2 separate regions of the Mus musculus genome follow, and region 2 is linked to region 1. The links are chromatin contacts, called in public targeted proximity ligation maps. All regions are on one chromosome and are shown on one strand. The core of a region is the stretch at or near the end of the contact, and the rest is flanking DNA. Distances in the headings are between cores, read along the strand shown. Region 1 holds the start of Plce1 (phospholipase C, epsilon 1). Region 2 overlaps Plce1 (phospholipase C, epsilon 1).

What was found.
Region 2: a targeted proximity ligation map of embryonic stem cells shows a contact between it and region 1, with 5 read pairs. A contact is called at or near these places in 5 of 39 promoter capture datasets (cranial neural crest, embryonic stem cells, epiblast stem cells and 1 more), 1 of 484 Hi-C or Micro-C datasets (liver), 3 of 130 datasets of targeted methods (embryonic stem cells and stem cell-derived neural progenitor cells) and 1 of 9 other capture datasets (liver).

The regions. Positions count from the first base shown.
Region 1 is chr19:38,522,313-38,526,089 of GRCm38.p6, reverse strand. Plce1 (phospholipase C, epsilon 1) reads right to left here and starts at 1,893. Exons shown (of 32, transcript NM_019588.2): 1 at 638-1,893. The coding sequence starts at 1,831.
Region 2 is chr19:38,687,703-38,691,479 of GRCm38.p6, reverse strand. The region is part of intron 3 of Plce1 (phospholipase C, epsilon 1); the gene reads right to left. Among named protein-coding and RNA genes, the nearest start is that of Noc3l, 130 kb to the left of the region's middle.

The sequences.
Region 1 (3,777 bases), core at 644-3,143:
TTGGTGCATTTAAAGTGTTATTTTACATCCGTAGACTTCATTGAAGAGGTACGTACACAGCACACTCACCCCCAAAAATAAATAAATAAGTCTAAGGGAGAAGAGAGGAAAGACGGACTTAAGCTCCTTCAGGACAGTAAAACTAAAGGCCACAGTGGACCACAAAACACAAAAAAGACTTGGGAATGCCTCGCCAAAGCTAATAGACAAAGCCATTTTTCTGTCATCAGAAAATCTCTAATTTCTCCACTCCCTACATAGGCCTCTGTGTATTGCATGGCCTATATTGCTGCAGAGTCAACTCAGACTTGAGACCTATGAATTGTAATATCTAAATCCCAATAATTACAAATGACTCCTGTAAGAATCATATTTTGACAGATCTTGCTTTATCTTGTCCATTAGTTACAGCAATATAAGTAATGAAAAATCATGTTTACTGAACTAATGGAAACAGGTCCATCTGTAATCTCAAAATTCAGGAGGATCGCAAGTTCAAGGACAAGCTAGGCCATGCACATAGCAAGTTCCAGGCCTATATCCGTATGACCCTCTATCCAAAACTCCTAAAGGAGGGTGAAGGAAAGGAAGAAAAATAAGACCAAAAAAGGTGATGGGAAGAAACCCAAACTCTTACCAGGCACCACTGGGCTTCAGACAGACGTTGGCTCCCACTTTGCCTTATGTCCATTGCTGACAGAGTTCCCATTACATTCCCACAAGGCCATAGGAGACCAGCTTTCTTCTGATCAACGTAATTCCAAGCAGCTGGCCCAATACAGCCAGAAGGCAGAGTTCTCATGATGGCTCTGGTCCCAGTATACACAGACTTCTTAACTTCCCTGTCATTTTTACAAAACCTTCGGACTAACAACGTGGACCGCTCCTTTTTGCTTTTAAAAAAATCGTCTACGTCTTCACAATTGTCAGAGAAATCCTCCAGAGGGTTCAGAAAAGTCTTGGCAGCAGGACCGTGAGCAAAGCCGTCCTCGCAAAAGCCACCACCTGAGCAGACCTCATCGGCCTTTGAGCAGGAGCTTTCGAAGCACAGGTATTCATCGCGCAGCGAGGTACAGTGCTCACACTGGACTTGCCCATTCTTACTTCCACAGGTTCTTGTCAACTCCACCAGTTTGCAAGCATACGCCATGCAATTTTTATTTTGCTGCCCCCCAGGAAGAGTAACACAATTTGCACAGTCATCCAAAATCAGGTTTTCTGACAGGGTATGAAAAGCATCCGACATTGTCCTGTCAGCTTCATAATGGAAGTGAAATACCGCCGTGTTGCGGTCAGAGTGAGGTCCGCTGGACTCCATGATCCTAGGCTGACTTCCCGCAGGGCTCACGTCCATGGGAGAGTCCTCCATCTCCAGTTGAATTCCAGGGAGCACCTTCCTTTCCAGGGGAGAAGGAATTCCAGGCTGCAAACACGGGTCTTCTGTGACAGAGTCACGGGCTTCACAAAGCTGGCTCCGGGGAAACTGGTGCTGGTGGCTTTGCACTAAACTGTTGCCGTTCATCGCGTGGTTTTCCGGGGAGTCCGGTGCGTTTTCCTCCCAGCCCTCTTCGTTGGAATTCTCATCGCAGACTAGTTCCCCCCTCGCTATTGAGAAGACCTTGGACAAATCACTTCTAGACGACTCTTCCTTATGTTTGTTCCACTGTGAGATGGTAGGAGGGATGAGCGCACCCTGCCTGCCAGCACGTGCCCGAGGAATCCCCGCATCTGAGACCTTTACACTCCTCTCTTCTGCCACCGACTGGGCAGAAGCCACTTTCCTTTGAGTCACAGGGATGAGGACAGAAGCGGCCATTTCTTCCGACGTCATCTTGACCACTGTCGTTCATTCAGCTACTCTTCTGTGTTCCCTTCCCTGGCGATCATGTCCAGACAACAGATAATCTCAGATAATTCCAGTCTTTGTGCGAAGCAAGCTTGACAGTTCCTTTCATTCAGGTATATTAAGCGCCAAAGAAAACTTTCCAGTTGTAATTTCCTACAAGAACAGTTTGTTTTACACCAGTATTTCAAAACAGCAGGTCCGTTTTCTTCTTTTCTCTGTTGCCCGAAGCTAATTTTTAGAAGGATTTGGTTCGGGATCACATTCTGCGACTTGTGGCTTATTGTTAATGTGCAGGGATTTAAAAATCCAGTTTGAGTGTTTTCTGTGCCCTGTAAGAAAAGAGGTAATGTCAAACATTATGGCATTAAATCGGTTTTCAAAATCGAGTTGATAATTTTAAGTTAATGAAAACTATAGGTCAATTCTGAGGAGAGAGTTTTGCAATCAAAAGTTAGTCTGAATATTTTAAGCATGTATCATTTTGGCTTGACAATACAGAACTTCTGCTTCCAGCAAAAACGGAGTACAAAAATCAGATTTATCCTAGTGGATTAAATAAAACCCAAGCAAGAAAAAAAGAAAAAATACTAGTTTTTACACGATAAAGAGTAAAAACAAAATGTTGATATCTGAAGCAAAATAAAAATAAAGTGAGAACAGTGTAAATAAATACCTGAGCTCACTGCTTAGAGAGTTTTCAGGCCCAAATAGAACCCAATAGTGTGTGCATGTGTCTGTGTGTGTGTGTGTGTATGTATGTATGTATGTATGTATGTATGTATGTATGTGTGTGTATGTATGTGTGTGTGTGTGTGTGTGTGTGTGTGTGTGTGTGTGTGTATGTAAAAGGGAAAAAGCTAGAACTTCAGAATGGCCAAAGGCACTAGGGACATAAGACAGGAGTTGCAAAGGTAAGACAATATATTCTCATCTGAAACAATTCAAGCAAGGAAAGAATAGAGTAAGAAAAAAAACTATTAAGCAGAATTCAGTAGCAAAGAAATGTCTTCAACAAATGAAGATGAAGTAAGACCTTTTTCAGACATGCAGAGCCAAAATAATTCTAGCAGGGTTGAACTACAGAAAGTAATAAAGGAAGACCTTTGTGCAGAAGAAAAATTCTACCTATAAAGGAATAGAAGGCCTAAATGTGTTGAATATGTGTGGTTTTTTTTTCATTTTTTAAATCGCTTAGCAAGATAATTCATCATTTAAAGCAAAAATGGTGACTGTGTGTTGTAGGATTTCTTATAAACATTGAAGTGAATTGTCTGGGCGGAACAAAGGTCAAGAGCAGGGACCTGGAACAGTAATCCGACAAGGTTATTTCTATAGGAATCATTATGTGGTTGTTTAAAGGCAGACTAAAGGTGTACACTCTGATCACTTAGAAGAAAAGCACACAATTAAAATCATTAATAATTACAAAACCAAAAGGTAAACAAAGAAGATATGAGACCCAAAAAAAAAAAAAAAAGGAAAGAAATTAACAGTGGATTTAAATATTCCAAAATGCATCTCTAGTCAACATTTCTGTCACAAAGTACACACTTAAAGAAAATATCTCTTTGGTTTCATTTTAGTAAGAAATTGTTCAGTAGAATATAAGTTGACATAAAAGACTTTGATTTATGAAGCTGTAGTATTTTAAATAGCTTAGCTAATTTAAAGGCTTCGTCCTTTTTCTTTAACTACATTGAACCTTTTCCTAGTGCTGCATATTATACTGTAGAGTAGACAGCCAGCACCTGCATGCAACCCTAACAGAGTCAAACAAATTCCCATGTGATGAGGGAGGAAACATGAGGAATTCTGGGAGTAAGTCATAGGGCTCTGGCTCAGCTGCTGCTGAGCCTCCTCCCCCCACCCCCTCACCCCCCCACTCCCCTACCCTCCCACCCCCTCACCCCCACAATGGCATGCGAGTGCAT
Region 2 (3,777 bases), core at 925-3,424, 170 kb before region 1:
CCATGTGTATGGACTTATGGACCTGGAAATGGGATTGGGACCATTTGGTCATCGAACGTGGAGGCATAGGTCTACAGAGAATGAATGATCTAGAAAGGAGCCAGTGCCTTATATCACCCTGACCCTAGCACACATTTGGTGGTGGGTTCCTGTGAAGGCAGATGTTAATTAAGCCTGCTGTATTTACCGTGAGTAGCCATGTCAGTGACTGGCTATTATCTACCATCTAGAAGTCTAATGAGATGAAGCAAGTAGAGGAACAAATGAACGACACATACTTCTTATGGGAAGGCATTCTCTGGGTCACCTGGCACCTTCCATTCAGTTCCTTCCTGTTCTCTGAGACTTAGTGTAGGACCTTACGGCCACAGTTGTGCTGTACTGGCTTTTCACTGCACGCACGTACATCCAGTTTATTTTTGTTATGTTTGTGTGTCTGACTTTCACATGAGTCTGCTCTGTCTCAGCAGACCCTGAGTTCTCAAGGACAGAGACCATCATTCCCACATTTCCAGGATGGGGATGCTTGGTGCTTCTGGCCAACGGAGGGGCCATCCAGAGTCCCAGGAGGCCGTGGGTAGAGAGGATTCTCAGGGCTCAGGAATTATATTTGGGAAAAGCCTAAGCACTTCCTATTGCTGTTCCCAGGTCCAGAAAAAGGAGACAGATTAATTTCTGCCAAGAGGTTTTTTTTTTTTTTTTTTTTTTTAAACATGCCAGTATAGACATAGTCAGAAGGACCTTTCCCAATGGGTATCTGGTCACTCTAATGGCAAAGATTGGGCTCCAATGGTGAACTATATAGAAGTCAATGAAAGTCAGACAAAGCTGCTTTCCAGTAGCTAAGTTATGTGGAGAGTATACTCATTACTGCCCTAGGCAGACCAAGGCAGCCCACACATGTCACTGCTTCTCAAAGGTGGGGCACTCACGTGGGGATCACAGGTGTTGGTAATGTCTGATCAAATGTGGATCCAAGGCCTCACCCAGACTTAAGAAATCAGGCCCTCTAAGGTCAGGGAAGGGCCTGAAAATCTGCATCTTTAGATAAACTCACTAACTGCATCAAAGTCTGAGAGCGAGTACAGGCACTCAGTGTCCTTTGTTGGTACCCTGGGGTGCTGGGAAGAGGTCCAGCACAGTGCCTGTGACATAGTCTCATACTTCATGCCAGATGCTCTGGCCTCCTCATTATCCTAAGTACCTGGGGCCACTTGGAAACAGGAAGAAGGAGCCAGAGGGAAACAGCAAGGAGCAGGAGTGGATTTCACAGACATCTGAGGTGAAGAGAGCTGCACCTGACCTCCAGCTCCACTGTTTCTCCTAGTCTCAGAGATAAGTTGCCTAGCCACTCTGAGCCTCAGTTCCCTCCTCTGTAAAATGGGCACACTGCTCTTCACATAAAGCTACTATGAGAGTGAGGTGGTCTTTTGTGCGTAGAGAGGAGCTGGAAGGATGTTTTCTGGGTGACCATGGCAGCAGCTGCTGCTATGGCTACAATTAACCGTGTTATGTGAGTGATGGAGTGGCTGAATTCCAGATATAGACCTCAGAGACCCAGAAGAAAGAATTGCTAAGTCTCACATCTTAACTATAGACCTTCTGCCAGACCAGAAGAATCCATGAGCACCCCAATTCTTTCCTAACAGGAAACTCTCAGGTTACCTTTTCTTTCCTCGATAAGAACAAAATGGAATTTTAAAGTTATAAGTTATCTGATCTCATTCATTCAGGTACCTAGACCCAGCCATACCTGAAACTCTACAACTACTCCTTATGTTAGAAAAAAAGTCTATTTGGGAGCTGTTGAGCAGTTTTTAATTGAGTTGTTGCTAAAACACAACTGGAAACAAATCTTGACAATTTTTTTTCTTTTTTGGTTTAAGGAAATTCTCCCTCTTTTAACAAATACTTGCTATGTGCACCATGCTGGACCAGTAACACTACATCTTGGATACTTGTGGAAGAAAAATCACAAATAATGAATTAAATAATATTTCACTGGATTAGTACAAGGTCCCACTTTCATTTGCTACATCTCTGGAAGTCTGGTTTTTCTACCAGTGCCGGGTCCCAGTCGACTTCCTGTGATGGTTTGAATGAAAATGGCCCCATGGGTCATAGGGAGTGGCACTATTTGAAAGGATTAGGACTTGAGGCCTTGTTGGAGTAGGTGTGGCCTTGTTGTAATAGATGTGACCTTGTTGGAGGGTCTGTCACAGAGTGGGAGTGTGGTGCAGCAGGTGGGGATGACTTCGAGATTTCGGAAGCTCAAGCCAGGCCCAGTGGTTCACTCTCTGTTCTGTTGCTTGCTGAGCCTGATGCTTCTTTTCCAGCACCATGCCTGCCTGTGTGCCACCATGCTTCCCAGCATGATAATGGACAAAACCTCTGAACTGTAAGCCATTAAATGTTTTCCTTTAGAAGAGTTGCTTTGGCCATGGTGTCCCTTCACAGCAATAAGACCCTAACTAAGATGCCTCCCAAGGCTGTTCACATCTCTGTCAGCATCATTCTTTCCACACATTCTGCATGACTGTGCACTTGCTGGGAACTGTTTAAGGCATTCAGGCTGGAAGGACTGAAGTGAACAAAAGAACCCTCAGGCTGCATATTTTTCCCTGGGACTAGGCCAGTTGTGTGCATGTCCATTTGCTCTGTACTATTAACTTCCTAGAGGGTAAGAGCACATTCTGGCCATGTTCCTACTGCTGGAAGGATCTCTTGTCCATAGTTAGCAAAACACAGTTGTTTATCCCTGAATTCTTCAGCCATAAATTCCTTAAATACTCAGAAATCAGGTCTGTAGCCACAGTTACATAGTGATTTGATATCAACTACTGAACATATTCTTACTGGGATACCCAGGCATCATTTTTAATGAGGCAAGCTTAGGAGAATTCCCAGCAGCTCTGAGGCAGCATTACTCTTGCCCAGCTCACTCTTCTATATTCAGAACTAGAAATGGATGTTTGAGTCTGGCTGCAGAGATGGTAGGCAGGAGCAAAGCTGAGTGAAGAACGGTATCTGTGGAAAGGATGAAGCAGAGAGATTCAAAATCAGCACCCATGAAACACTGGAGTTCAAAAACTAACTCAGACAAGCAAAGTCTGGCATGGGGAGTCCTTGGAGCAGGCCTGCCTGGGCTGACCCCACCTCTGACACTTACTGTGGCTCTCTGGCTAAACCTCTCTTGCTTTCCTTTTTTTTTAATAAACCAAGAGAGACAATGACAGAGCCAGCATGAGCTCTTTGACTCATGACTCTAGGAGTAAGTTGCAGGCTGCACTCTCTCACATGTCTTCCCTCTTACCACAGCCAGTCAAATTGAATGGCCATTCAGTCAAAAGCTAATCATTGAAATGGACTTCAAAAATAAGACTTGTCTCATACATACCTTATTTTATAGAAGTATGTATTGATCAAAGCCAGGTCCTTGTACATGTTGTTTGTGCTCTATCACAAAGCTACATCCCCAGTGCCTTTTGGTTTTAAAGATCATAATTATAAGAATAATAGGCTAGATGTGTTAGATATGTATGAATGAAAAGCACAACATTTCTTCTATTAGCCCAGCCCTGCAAGCTGATGCTAATACTGTTCCCATTTTAAGATGAGGAACCCAGTGTTCAGAAAGGCTATGCAAGCATGCCTTATGAACTAGGAAACGAAAATGAAAGATGCGTTTTTAAACTACCAGTATACTTCTGATATTTTCCTTCTTTCCTATAGGAATTAACAGTGAATTATTTATAGCTTTGAACCTTGGAGAGACAT